Regions from separate parts of the Mus musculus genome. Here region 1 is linked to region 2. Evidence: chromatin contacts called from public Hi-C data. All regions are on one chromosome and are shown on one strand. Each heading gives the region's core, a stretch centred on a gene start, on an enhancer-like site or on the middle of the called end of the contact. The rest is flanking DNA. Distances are from core to core; before and after follow the strand shown.

What was found. A called contact is a pair of places that touch in the nucleus more often than the background predicts.
Region 1: a contact with region 2 is called in a Hi-C map of cerebral cortex, with 2.1 times the contacts expected there. The contact joins the promoter of Clstn2 here to the enhancer-like site in region 2. A contact is called at or near these places in 3 of 484 Hi-C or Micro-C datasets (cerebral cortex, forebrain and olfactory sensory neurons) and 2 of 9 other capture datasets (adipose tissue and liver).

The regions. Positions count from the first base shown.
Region 1 is chr9:98,031,498-98,038,030 of GRCm38.p6, forward strand. It overlaps Clstn2 (calsyntenin 2), which reads right to left and starts at 1,670. Exons shown (of 18, transcript NM_022319.2): 1 at 1,364-1,670. The coding sequence starts at 1,478.
Region 2 is chr9:97,970,727-97,977,076 of GRCm38.p6, forward strand. The region is part of intron 1 of Clstn2 (calsyntenin 2); the gene reads right to left. Among named protein-coding and RNA genes, the nearest start is that of 4921534H16Rik, 30 kb to the right of the region's middle. Within about 2 kb of position 4,230, at least 10 of the 459 cell types and tissues checked have an H3K27ac peak or open chromatin away from gene starts, as enhancers often do. A contact at or near this core is called in cerebral cortex and olfactory sensory neurons, where this site is marked.

The DNA of each region.
Region 1 (6,533 bases), core at 420-2,919, 58 kb after region 2:
AAGAAAGAAAGGGAAAAAGAAACTCCTTGAGGAAGAGGAGAGGTACGTGTTAGAAAGACACCTGTGCATAAAATCTTTTCCATTTTATGTCACCAGAAATCAATAGATTAAAAAGAATAGGAGCACCTCTTTTCCCAAATTTATCACTTGCAAATGTCAGGAGAGGCCGCTCTCAAAGTCCAGACAAGGCAAATGGAATGGCCTGCTTCCCCAATTGCCCTGTCTCCGGAGAGATCCAGGCTGCTGTGCTTTTCATACCAGCTCAGCCAACAAACCTCTAAATCAAGCTGTCTCTACTTGGGAATCTTTTTCCAACAAGGACAAAAACTCTGTTTTCAAAATATCGCCAGACAGAATTCCAAGGACCATATGTCACCCGTTCACCTGGCAGAAATCAAAAGCACGCCCTCCTCGTCAACAGTGCAGAGAATCAACAAGTTACCACTTAAGCCAAACGCTCCATCCTGCAATCTGCTACAGTCTCCCTGAGCCCACCATCATCCACCCCAATTGGGCTCCTGCGATGCTTCCCAGCTTTTGGCTACCGCGTGACCTTCTGTTCCAGACCCGCCCTCCAGATGCAGGCTCCCCAACCTGCGCTTCTCCCAGCGCTCCCAGACAGCTGTCAAAGTCTGGGGCTTGCGGGCTTCAGGTTCCCCTGATAACGCCAGCGTTCAGGAGAATCTTAGAGGATTAGAGAGGTCAAGATCAACTATAAAGACCAGAGAGGAGCTCTAGGCTCGGAGGCTCGGTCCTCCGAAGAAAAGCAGAGTGTGAGCCGCAGTAGCAACCATCACATCCCGCGCTTCTTCCGGACTCTGCCCATCTTGAGGGCGTGAGTTCCCAGGGGAGCCAGAGCCCGCGCTGCGGAGGAGCAGGAGGAGCGCCTGGGTGCGGGCAAGGCTTTCAGGAGCCTACAAGTTCCCACGCCATCCTCAAGCTGGAGTGCCAGTCCAGCTCGTCTCGCTGCTTTGAAGACGCCCCTGGTTCTTGCCCCCAAAGCAGAAGCAGACAGACACCTGCTTCACCCACTCCCCAGCCCCCGCTACAGCGCCCATGTCCTGCCTTGCTCAAAGCATCCCTGAGCCAAGCCCCGCGATGCTCCCACCCCAGCACACAGGGCCCCCAAAGTTCTCTATACTCCATAGACCTCCCCTTCTCCTTGGCGCCTGGACCCCGCCCAGAGGTTGGGCTGGAGAACCTCTTGGGTCCACAGTTTAGGGCGCACACTTCGAGGACGGTGCGCGCAGAAGCCGAAGCTGCCACAAGAAAGGGCGGGTGTTAGACGAGTAAGTCCAGGGTCTGCACCCTCGAGCCCGCCCTGCTTCCTTCCAGAAGAGGAACAAACTTCCCCAGCACCCACCTTTCGCCACGAGGAGGCGGCGCCGCCGGCTGTCTCCGCCGTCTCCACTGCCGCCGCCGCTCCCTACGCCCAGCGCCAGCAGGAGCGGCACCAAGCACAGCCTCCCCGGCAGCATCCTCGCCGCCTGAGCCGCCACCGAGCTGCAGCCGCCGCCTCCTACCGCTCGCGCCGGCCTCGCCTGCCGGTGTCCGCTGGCGTCCGCTGGTGTCCGCCGGTGCCTGCCGCGCCGCCTCCCTGGAGCTGCCGGGTGCGCTTCTGGAGCCGCCGCCGCCGCCCTCACTCACCGCCTCCGCTGCCCTTCGCCGCGTCGCTCGCTCTCCCGCAACAGCAGCACTCACTGGCGCGGACCCGGAGCGGCTCCAGCGCTCACCCCGGGACGGCCCGTGACGTCACGGAGGGAGGGAGGTGGCTCGTGCATATTCATGAGACGCGGACATCGGCGCGGGGTTGCGCGCTCCCCCGCCTCGCAGCTCCGGCCCCCAACTTTCCACAGCCATCCCCTATGCCGCTCGCTCGCGTGATCCGACTCGGTCAGGCGCCGGTTCCGGCGGGTGGAACCCATGCGGGAGGCTCCAGGGGAGCCTTAGGGCCTGGCGTCCCCCCCTGCGGCTCTCCAAACTGCAGCCCCGAGGCACTGCGAGCGCCACAACCAAGTGATCGCCCGAGGACCTTCTGTAAAGATGCAGGCGACCCTACTGTGATGCGCCCTTTGAACCGACATCCCTGCGGAGGGGCCAGGATGCTGTCTCTGTGGACCCTGCCCTTGGATATGGTCTAGGGATGGACGCTCTATGCCGCCTGGTCTGGGGAGGGCGCCAGGCGCTCACTAGAGCTGCAAAAGGCCACTGCCTCTAGGAGTTGTAGGGCAGAGATCACTTAGGACCTGCGTAGCAATGCCCGGGCTCTGTGCCATCTCAGTGAAGCAGGCACAGCCACTGCTAGAGTCAAAAGGACTAGCTAAAGTCAGAAAAGGCAACTGTCAGTCTTCAGTGGGAAGCACATTCAAACTTCTCCCTCAGAAGTTGCCACCTTTACATTGTCACTACCTAGGTAAGAGTATGCCATTTGGTATCATGCCTTCTAAAATCTCAAGCCAAGGAACACTGTCTCTGGAGGTGGGGTTCATATAGTTCTCCACCACAATACACCCCCAACCACCATCAGGCTGCCAAAGGATCAAGAAGGTTCCCAGTAAAATCAACTAACCGCTCGGAAGAAATCACTATATTTCCATAGATGTACTATTTTCTCACGATCCAAGGGTCATGTGCAGTTGAGAAATGAGGCAAAAAAAAAAAAAAAAAAAACCAAAAAACAAAAAAAAAACAAAAAACACAGAAACAAACAAAATTATCCTTTCATTCATCATCCCGTTCAAGACATTTCCTGAGCACTAAATGATTGTGGATGCCCCGTTAGGCAATGAAGGACACAAGGTCTTTGTCCCTCTTGGAGAAGCCAAAGGGGATGAAAGCAGTTAAAGTCCCCCGCTTTATGGTCCTGCACATTCTTTATGTTGCTCGATATGAGCCTGTACAAATCAATTAGCCAAATGTGTATATTGCAACACTGACTGAACAGCATCTCATAATTAATAAGTGTAGTTCGGAGTACTCAACCAAGCCATAAAATACATTAAGAGCCTTCTGCTGCCCAGCCTCCCTGTGTGGTCCTGGCAGCACACTGGGAGACTGTGGTGTTAAAAACAAACTTCAACATTTGAGACCTCAAGAGGTGCTCAACAGCTGCAAATCCTGGTGGCTGCAGGGGACTCAGCTCTTTGGCCAGCAGGTCCCCTTTAGTCCATGAAGCAACACCTGTGCTATTGTTCTTGTTTCTGGAGTAAGGTCACTCCTTTACCCAAGGTAAAGAGCTACCAAGTTCCAAGCCAACATCAAGAGACCTCTCACCCTTCTCAGATTTTAAAGTTATAATCCAGAAGGAGGTAGATGCTGACCATGCAAAGTCAGAGAAGCCAGTGAATGAGAGAAATGTAAAATCGACCCATTTTTTTATCCTTTGTGCTCCATCCCATTTGGCTGATATTTACCCCCCTTGTTTACTCAGACAAGAACCTCCTTACTGACTGAACATCATCCCTGGAGGTCCTTAAGCTAACTGTTGTTAAAGTCATCTGGTCCCAAGTATTTGACATGAAGTTTCAAATTCAGACCAAATAATGAGAAGCAGAACAGAGAATGAAAAGAAGCAGAACAGAGAATTATAAAACATCCCCAAGAAAGAAATGGCCAGGAAAGAACATCACAGAGAAACACAGTAGGGAAAGGGCGCTTACCAACAGGTGCAGCACGTCTCTCATCCTTCGCTTCTTGTGAAGGAGGATGAGAGTGTCTGCTAGATTAAGCTCTGCAGTAGCCTCTGTTTAGTCATGGTTCTCTGGAGCTGTTCCCTTGGATGGCGCTCTCCCACTCCGGCTTTTAGATTGGCTGTGTGGTTTGCTCTACCCCTGGACAGTAGCATTCTTGATTTTTTTTTTCTTTCTTGGACACCTGCCTGTCATAAGAAGAAACTCAGGCTAAACCTGCAGGAGAGTCAGAGACATTGGTGTACGCTGATACGACATCCCTGAGATGTTCCAGACAGCTAATGCTACTTTAACCTGATCAGCACAAATAACCCACACGTTGACCACAGACACATGAACAAGCTCAGGCAGGATCAGCCAAGCTGGGCACACATCAGAACTGTCCAGCTGACAATTAAAAAAATATAAATGGTTGTTCCATTAAGTCACTGTGTTTGGGAGTAATTGATTAGGCAATACTATATCCACTGCATTAAGGTCATTACAAGAAGTGAAAAATGAATATGAGGCACTCAATATGCTGTGCGTGGTCAATGCTTAATAAATGCAAAAATGTCCCCATCTTTACCTACTTTAAGGCCATGGAATGCCCGTTGAACCATGATTTGGCTTGCTTGGGTAGGGGAAAGACCAAATGGGTTAGAGTAAATGTATCTTAAAAATACTCAGACCACAAGAACTTCTAGGCATGCTCTCTGTACATATCGTGCACCACTATTCAGTACATGTCGGCTGGTACACTCCAGATACAAGGATTGTATCAAGCAGCCCAGCAACCAATGGACCCTATTCCCTCATGTTGGACTGGGTAATGGGGGTGGTATATTTCCTGGCTTCTTTAATTCTTGCAACAGCAGTAGCTATTTTCTACTTTATTGTGATCGGATTTCTACCTCCCAAAGTTTGAATAACACATCAACATTCACATAATTGAGCAGAATATCAATTCACATCTGCCCAATTCCACATTCTATCTTTTCCCCATATGTGATGGATTCGGGGAGAGGCACAGGGGAAATATAAACAATGAAAAAATTGGATCAGATCAGAAAAGGTAGCTTTAGGGTTTGACTTTTTTTAAATCGCTATCCTTCATCACCTCTGAGTAATGACCATTTAAGTAACCAATTATTACCAAAGTGGTGATTCACAGCTCTGGGTTTGTTGGGGCACACTCTTTGTCCTTGACTTGCTCTTTTTTGTTTAAAGGCCTCACTCAGAATTTCAGGAGCTAAAGGCCTTGGCTACTATAAACCTCTAATCCAGGGCCCCACCTGCAAGGCAGTAACAAATCTCCAGCAACTCATCTGGGTCAATAGTTTTAACAAATAAGTATATCCCCTGCTCCAGAAAATAGAATCTCACAGGAACAGCTCTCACATAAACACTAGGGTCATTAATGTTTTGTCCAATTAAGCCCCAAAACATAGCCCCTGAATAACTTAAGCTGAATAAATGAAGAAAATAAAGAAATTACACCTACCTATGGAAACTTATTTTTTTAAAAGAAAATTAAATGGAAATTTTCTACATGACCCACGTTTAATTCAACTGAAAGTACTTAAGGTTGAAGAAAAGGGTGGTGTACTGGCTTAGGTATTGTGTCAAGTTGATGCAAGCCAGAGTCATCAGAGAGGAAGGACTCACCATTGAGGAAATACCTCCATGGGATTTAAGGCATTTTCTCAATTAGGGATCAAAGGGGAGGGCCCAGCCCATGTGGTACTATCCCTGAGCTGGAGTCCTGGATTCTGTAATAAAGCAGGCTGGGCAAGCTAGGGGAAGCAAACCAGTAAGCAGCCCCTCCATGGGCTCTGTATCAGTTCCTGTCTCCAGGTTCCTGCCTTACTTGAGTTCCTGTTCTGACTTCCTTTGGTGATGTGTAATCCTCATAAACCCTGTTGCTGCTGTTATTGTTGTTGTTGTTGTTGTTGTTGTTGTTGTTATGGTGTTTTGTTGCAGGAATAGAAACGCTAACTAAAACAGGTGGAAAACTTGCTCAAAAAACTAGAATTGCAAATGTTTCCCCAACACCGTCTCTGCAGGTAAAACAGGGTCTCTATGGCCTTAGAGCAACTAAATATATCACTGGATTTTCTACATTGCTCTGAAAACCTGATACAAAGACAGATGCTGCTGATACAATAGGAATTTGGTTGGTTGGTTGGTCGGTCAGTTTGGTCGTGGTTGCTAGGAAACCTTGGGTAAATGTGTAGAGGGAATGAAGTCCTAAGTGAGTGTATAGTGTTGACATGGGCATACCATGTCAAGGTCCTAATACCTCAGACCTATGGGAATGGCAAATCCTCCACCTTCCCCCAGCTCTCACTGGACAAAAGGAGGCTCAGAGGCTTTGCCTTCCCCTCTAGTCTGAGTTAAGTGTTAGCAGTGTGTGAACCATCTGGGAGCAGCAGCTTCCTCCTCTAGATGTTTATAGCCTGAGACTGTGGCCCACAGACACATGCTACCAGGACTAGCTAACTTCTCCCCCTGTGCTCCACACAGCACACTGAGGTTCTAGGTTGTTGAATAGTCATCAGTGATACTCCATCAGAGTGCACATGGCCCACCTGACCCCAGCTTTTCTGTATATGTGTCTGTCTGTGTGTCTGTCCTTTCTTCATCCCAGTCACCCAGTCCCACCAGTTCAGCTTGGTGCCCTGATCAGAAAAACAGAAAGAAAAGAAAGAAAACATATGTTATTCATTACAGTGAGACATTATTCCTAAATATTGTCCTATGTTCTTCTTGGAGACACAAACACATACACACATATCCTGGAGTAGTCTCTGAGAAAACAGCCATAAAATTCAGTGACATTTCTTCCACTGTGAGACAGAATCT
Region 2 (6,350 bases), core at 2,980-5,479:
AATTCACCAGACTGTAAAAGTCCAGGAGCAATGAATAAATGACTACAACAATTCTGTACATCAGAATTCTTTCCCATATTGACTAGAGGGTTAGAAATCAGATCTTTCTGGCCAAAACTTCCTATTTCTTGTTCCCACAACTTCCTCGACCCTTTGCTTCCTGGCTTAGAACTCCACTGTGTTAGAGGATCGTTCCCCAAACCTTCCAAATATCCCCAGAGGATCACCCTCCCTGCCATCCCTGACAGTGGCGAGTTGGTAATTGCTAGAGTTCTCTTGTTGGGACCCAGCTGGTCAGAGGTGGACTGGCACTGGCTTCTTTCTCATCTCATCCCACCAAGGTCTGCATCCTCTGGAGTGATCTCCAGATGGCATTAGTCATCAATGGAAACCGAGATCAGATTAGTAATGTGTTTACATTAAAGAAGTCACCTTCAAAAATCACCACTGTTCACACTATTCATTTGTGCTCGCTCTCTCTCTCTCTCTCTCTCTCTCTCTCTCTCTCTCTCTCTCTCACACACACACACACACACACACATTTTAATTTTGTGAATAAGCAAGAAGAGCCCATATCTATAACTATGACTATATTTTCACTGAATCAGGATCCTTTCTTGTTCCATCTAAGAGGGAATGGAGGGCATTTTCTGGTATGCTGTCTTGTGGCTAGCATATTATAAAAATATGCTTGACATTTGAAAAGTCAAGAAAATCTGATCAGCAATCAAAGAGAAAACACAGAAATAGACCCACAGATGACTCGGTTATTGGAGTTGCCAGATAAATACTCAAATAATTGTGATTGACAGATAATGGAAAATGAAGATGGAGGAAGGCAATAGACAACAGACATTGTAACTTATAAAAAATGTTTCAGAACAAAGAGTCTTATAGCCCAGACTTGCCACTAATTCCTTATGTAGTTTGAACTCCTGGTCCCCCTGCCTCCGCCTTCCCACACACTGTCATTGTAGGTCTGTGATACCATGCCAGGCCAAAACAAAGCATCTGGGTCTAAAAGATGCACTATATCAAGTTAAGAATTAAGCAAGATTATTTAACAGGAAAGCAGACATAGCAAAAGAAAAGTCAGCTCTCTATAAAAGCCATACAGGGAGGAGGGCAAAATGAAGGGATGAAAGAGCAAAGATCAAAGTAGGTATGCAGGACAAAGAAAACTGTGCATACATGTGCTTACAGCCTGTGAGCTCACTGAGGTCTCTCAGAACTCTAAACAGGCTATTGGTCAATATGAAAGCTAGACAGGCAGTCAGAGTTTTGGAGCAGTTCTTCCTGGCTTATGGCCAAAGTAAGAGACGGTACAAACGGAAACACTGGGGAAAGAAGGAAGATAAGGAAGACCAAGAGGATCAAAATGGCTACTAACTAGAACAAGTGCCAGCCCACTGCTAGCCCCAGAGGTCACGTGGTGACAATAGCTCAACTCTGAGAGAGGTTTCTCCAAGTCATTTTCTGATGATGACCAAGAAGGGACACCCTGCAGACTCATGAGGCCCTGCACTTTCTATGAAGTCCCCAGCCTGATCCTCTCTATTTGGGTACCAAGTGTTTCACGGATCGAGATGGAGAAAATGAGCTTATGATTTTAATATTGATTATCTGAATTTTGATTGCGCTAGTTGTTAACTGCTAGGATTTCTCATGTTTACTAGTTTATAGTGAGTATTTAGTGAATTTATATGGTGTAGTAGGCACCCAAGTTAGTATTTCACCTGTATTCATCATTAATCACAGCATCCCGTAGTGAAAGGCATTACGTAAATATCTTCCTTGAGTCACCAGCTAACAAAGGTCTCTGGCAAGCCTCAGTTGAGCCAAAACACCAAGGTTCAGATCCCTCATAAAGAAAGATAGCTCTGCTGTTGGCCATCAGAAGCCCAAAGATGATACACTCCCCGCTGTGAGGCTCAAGAAGATAACTGTAGGAAATGCCTATCATGGAGACAGGCAGCTGTCAAAGCCTGCCACTAATTTACAAAAATCTCTGGAAAAGGAGGAGGAAGAGGAGGGGAGAGGCTGGAGGAAAGAAGAGAGTAAAGAGAGGAGGAGAAGAAGGAGCAGGAAGAGAGGGAGGGAGGAAGGAATATGGGTGAACCTGGGATCTGGAATCAAATATCCCACATATCTAAATCACATAGAGAGTGAAACAGGAACATTTACTTTGACTAATCTCTTCCTGTAGTTAAAAAAAAAAAGTTAAAAGAGTGATATAAGAGTCTTCCTCTAATTAGTGACTTCCCTTGTAGAGTCCCGGATCTTATTGAGGTGTGCCTCAAATGCTATCTTAACCAGTTCCCGTCATCTGTCAAGTCTGAGGCCCTCAAGCCAGCTTCACCATCTCTAGACAAGCAGAAACTCACAGGGCCCATCTGAAGCACCAATACAGCTTTACAGAGCTGGGGCATCCAAGTTCAGGAGACTTCTTCCCATCTCCAGTTTCTCCAAGAGTCAGAAACTTCAGACTTCTCAGCTCACCACTCAGAGGCTGCCCACGTAGCTGATGCCTAGAGACAACACTTTTCCTAAGACAATATGTCTGTCTCCAGACTGGGCAGGCCAGGCAGACAGCCAGACATATGGAGTTATTGAAGGACTCAGAGGACAGACAGACAGACAGACAGACAGACACACACACACACACATGCATGCATTCACACATGTACACTGGCATACACACACATGCAAACATGCATACAGACAAGTGCATATGCATACACACATGCATGCACGCACGCATGCATATATGCACACATATATACATGCACTCATACACATCATAACATCTGGAGAAAGAAGCTAGTCTGACACTCTCACCATCAGAAGTAATCTCATTCTAAACTTTACATCAAGGTCCCCACCCCCAGAAGCCATATGCTTTCCTCATTAAAGTTAAAAATCTTTGTTCATCAAAAGATGATTTGAAGAAAAGGTATAAGCCACTACATGAAAGAATAGCTGAGAAATGACCAAAGAGTTAGTACTGTGTGTATGTATGTGTGTGTGAAACAAAGATATAAACCACACAATAGAAAGCTAGCAATAGAGATGACCAGGCATTTATACACTGGAAGATATGTCAGCTACAACATATGAATACATGCCAGGCCACTGTGGCAACTAAGAAGCTGAAAAGCAACAACCCTGAGGCTTCATGATAAATTCACTCAAACTGAACAACAACAACAACAAAAATAAATAAATAAATAAATAAATAAATAAATAAACTACAGAGTCTGACCATACTCAGTATTTGTGAGATCTCAGTTTACCAGGGATACTTTCCACGCTGCCAGGTAGAGGACAAAATGATAACAAATGCTTGGAGAAATGGTGACACTACCTGATAAGTATGTACTGCTGCCACTGTGAAGACCCATCCACAGCAGAACAGACAAGTGTAGGGTGATCATTTTACACACTGGGGTGTTACACAGCTGCACACAGTAACATCTTAACACTGTCTAGAAACATATCCAGAAGACAACATCTAATAAGACAATGCCTCTAAAGTTTAGTTCAATGAAAAATAAGCAATCTGAGGGGGGGGGGGATAGGTACTATATGTGCTAAGAGCTTTTTGTAAATAAGGGAATACCATAATTATAACCTTCAGCATCAGTCATATCCATGCCACACAGGATGCAGAGGTCTACGTGGCTAGAAGAAAGCTTCACCCTAGTACTCCTGGCTGGAGTTCATGTGTCCATCAGGATTTAGTTAATAAATAACAAAGGGTTCATGATAGGAGCATATCGTTACAAAGAACTCTTATGGACCTGGGTTCATCTAAGTTTTAATAAAATGTCTAAAATACAGGTACAACAATGCCATCTATACCAAGTCCATGTCTACTCTCTGCATGGCTTCAGGCTGAGACTACAGTTAGAGAGTCTCTATCCAGCTTTTAGATTTAAACACAGCAGATGGACGTGCAACCCTCTCAACAATGCAGTCGCTTTCCATGGCCATGACCCTGGCCATAAAACAACCAATATGTTAAAAATAAAACTCCTCCCAGGCTCAACTATAGTCACACTAGACAAAGCACCAGAACCCAGGATGAGCTCTGCACACAGACGCTGGGCTGGGATTCCCAAGTATGCAGACAAGTTAGAGATCCCAGGCAAAGGAAGAAGGGAAGAGTGGGCTGAGGAAATGGGATGCACTGCGAGGCCACCATATGGTTCCTGCTGGAGAGAGAGCCCTGGGCACTCCCTGCTATGTGAGGCTCCCTGTCTGCCCACACTGGTTCTTGAAAGAAAGAGAAGATGAGAACAGACAACAGCGTATTTAAGTTGACGTGTGGGAAATATGCTACGCCGTGAGGTGTGGAGGCTGGGAATGGAAACCAATTTCCCAAAGAAATATCTCTCTTCGTGGATGACGGGGTCATTTGAGGTCCCTCGGGGAAAATTGGATGTTGGGAGCTCAGGAGGAAATGTGATTCCTCTGGTGCCTCCTTGAATGCTCCCAGCAGACAGGCCCTGCCTAACAGATGATGCCAGAGCAAACCAGAAGGCGTAGCCAAAATCAGCATCCTCCAAGCCTCCACTGGCTCCCGAGGCTTGTGTGTAAGCGGGTGCTACATCTCGGATAATCATCCTGCAAATGCCAGGGAGATAAAGGCATCATACCAGGGATGTATGGCTCTTGCTTTTGCTTCAAAACCAACGTGCTTTGAGCCTTAGGCCTGAGTCATTTAAGAGAAACACTGGGATTTTAAAGAGGGTGAGGAAGTGGGAGAAATAGAAGGGGGGGAGATGCTCCTTTTCATCTTAACACTCATATATTTATTGTAAGTGTGTGTTTGTTGGGGAGGGGGTAGCATGCGTTAAGGACACCACATAGCGGTCAGAAGACAACCTGTGGGTTCTCTCATTCTCCCACGTGCATCCCTGGGAACAATTCCTCTTTACTCACTGAGCCATCATGCCAGCCCCCCATTGTCATCCCAGTAGATGCTATTGATTTCTTCATGAGGCTTGCCAGTTCAAGAGGCCGATGTAAGAAACAGAAAATATGAAACAGGAGGGAAGAATACACCTGGGGTTAAATGCTATGTAAGCACCAAGCAGGAGCAGGGGCTGGGCAGGGGCAGCAAAGGGACAAAGGGACACATTCTTCTGAGGGGTTTGCTTACATCCTAGACTCTCACATCAGATGAGAATAATAAATGCATTAATACCGCACACCAAGTGTCTACATTTGGATGAATGAAAAAGGGATTGCCCTCTATGGGGCCAAAGGCTCCAGAGTGAGCACTGAGTCAGAAATTAGATCAGACAAAGGCTTCAAGACTCAGTGTCCTCATCTGTCAAATGGGTGTCATGCCTACCAAGATTTTTATGAGAGGCAAACAATAAAACCCTCTCAGAATAAGGAAAGCTGTAGCTAGACACGGAGCCAGCTCCACAGAAACGGAAGCATGCGAGTGAGCTGCCCTTGCTTATGGATAGATGCATGTCCATCTAGGAAGGCACAGCAACCTATGAGTGAGCTTTGCTCTCCACTCCCAAATCGGGTGGCTATAGAGTGTGTGACCACAGGGACATTGTCCATCTTCACCATGTGAAGATCCCATCACAGGTGTCCTGCAGGTTAAGTCAGAGGAGCACTGCAGCAAGCACCCAGATGGACTAGACTAGGCTGGCCCTAATTCCACAAGTTCACCGTGCAATTCGCAAATCTCCATGTGGGGCACCCTCCTACTCACCACTCCGTCATCATGTACTTTCTCTGATTTCTTTCCACTGCCCAGATGAGGAAACAGAGGTGTCAACTGACCCAAAGCAACATAACTAGTTTATGCTAAATTAAGACTCCATGGGTGACTGTTCACAAAGCCCACAGCTGTGCCCATTAATCAAAACAACAGTCAAGAAATGCAAGCCTGGTTTATGAGGTTTTCTTTGGGTGTATAATTCTGGTGTATATACTTTTGGAGCAAAAATCCCTTCAGGAAAAGGCATGCCAGGCATTAAGATAAGGTCTTGATACCACAGAGTCACGCCTAAAGAAAGAAGAACATCAGAGAAGCTGCCAGTGCACCAGGAGAGTGCCAGCTCAGGTGAGCTTGGCACAGCTGACTTGACCTTCCTGCTAGGGCACCTCAGCCACCATTCCTCAAACCCATCATCTCTCAGGAGAGACGGGCAGAAGACTGCCCACTAGAAGGATCCATTCTTTATTCTCAGAAGATTCCATTATGATTCTGTCTCACCTCTCCATCCTTACAATTCGCTGCACCTCAAAGCTCCTGTTTCTAGCGTCTCATGTCTCATTGTCGCACAAACCTCCATGCTGTGAGCCCCTTCAAAATTGTTGTC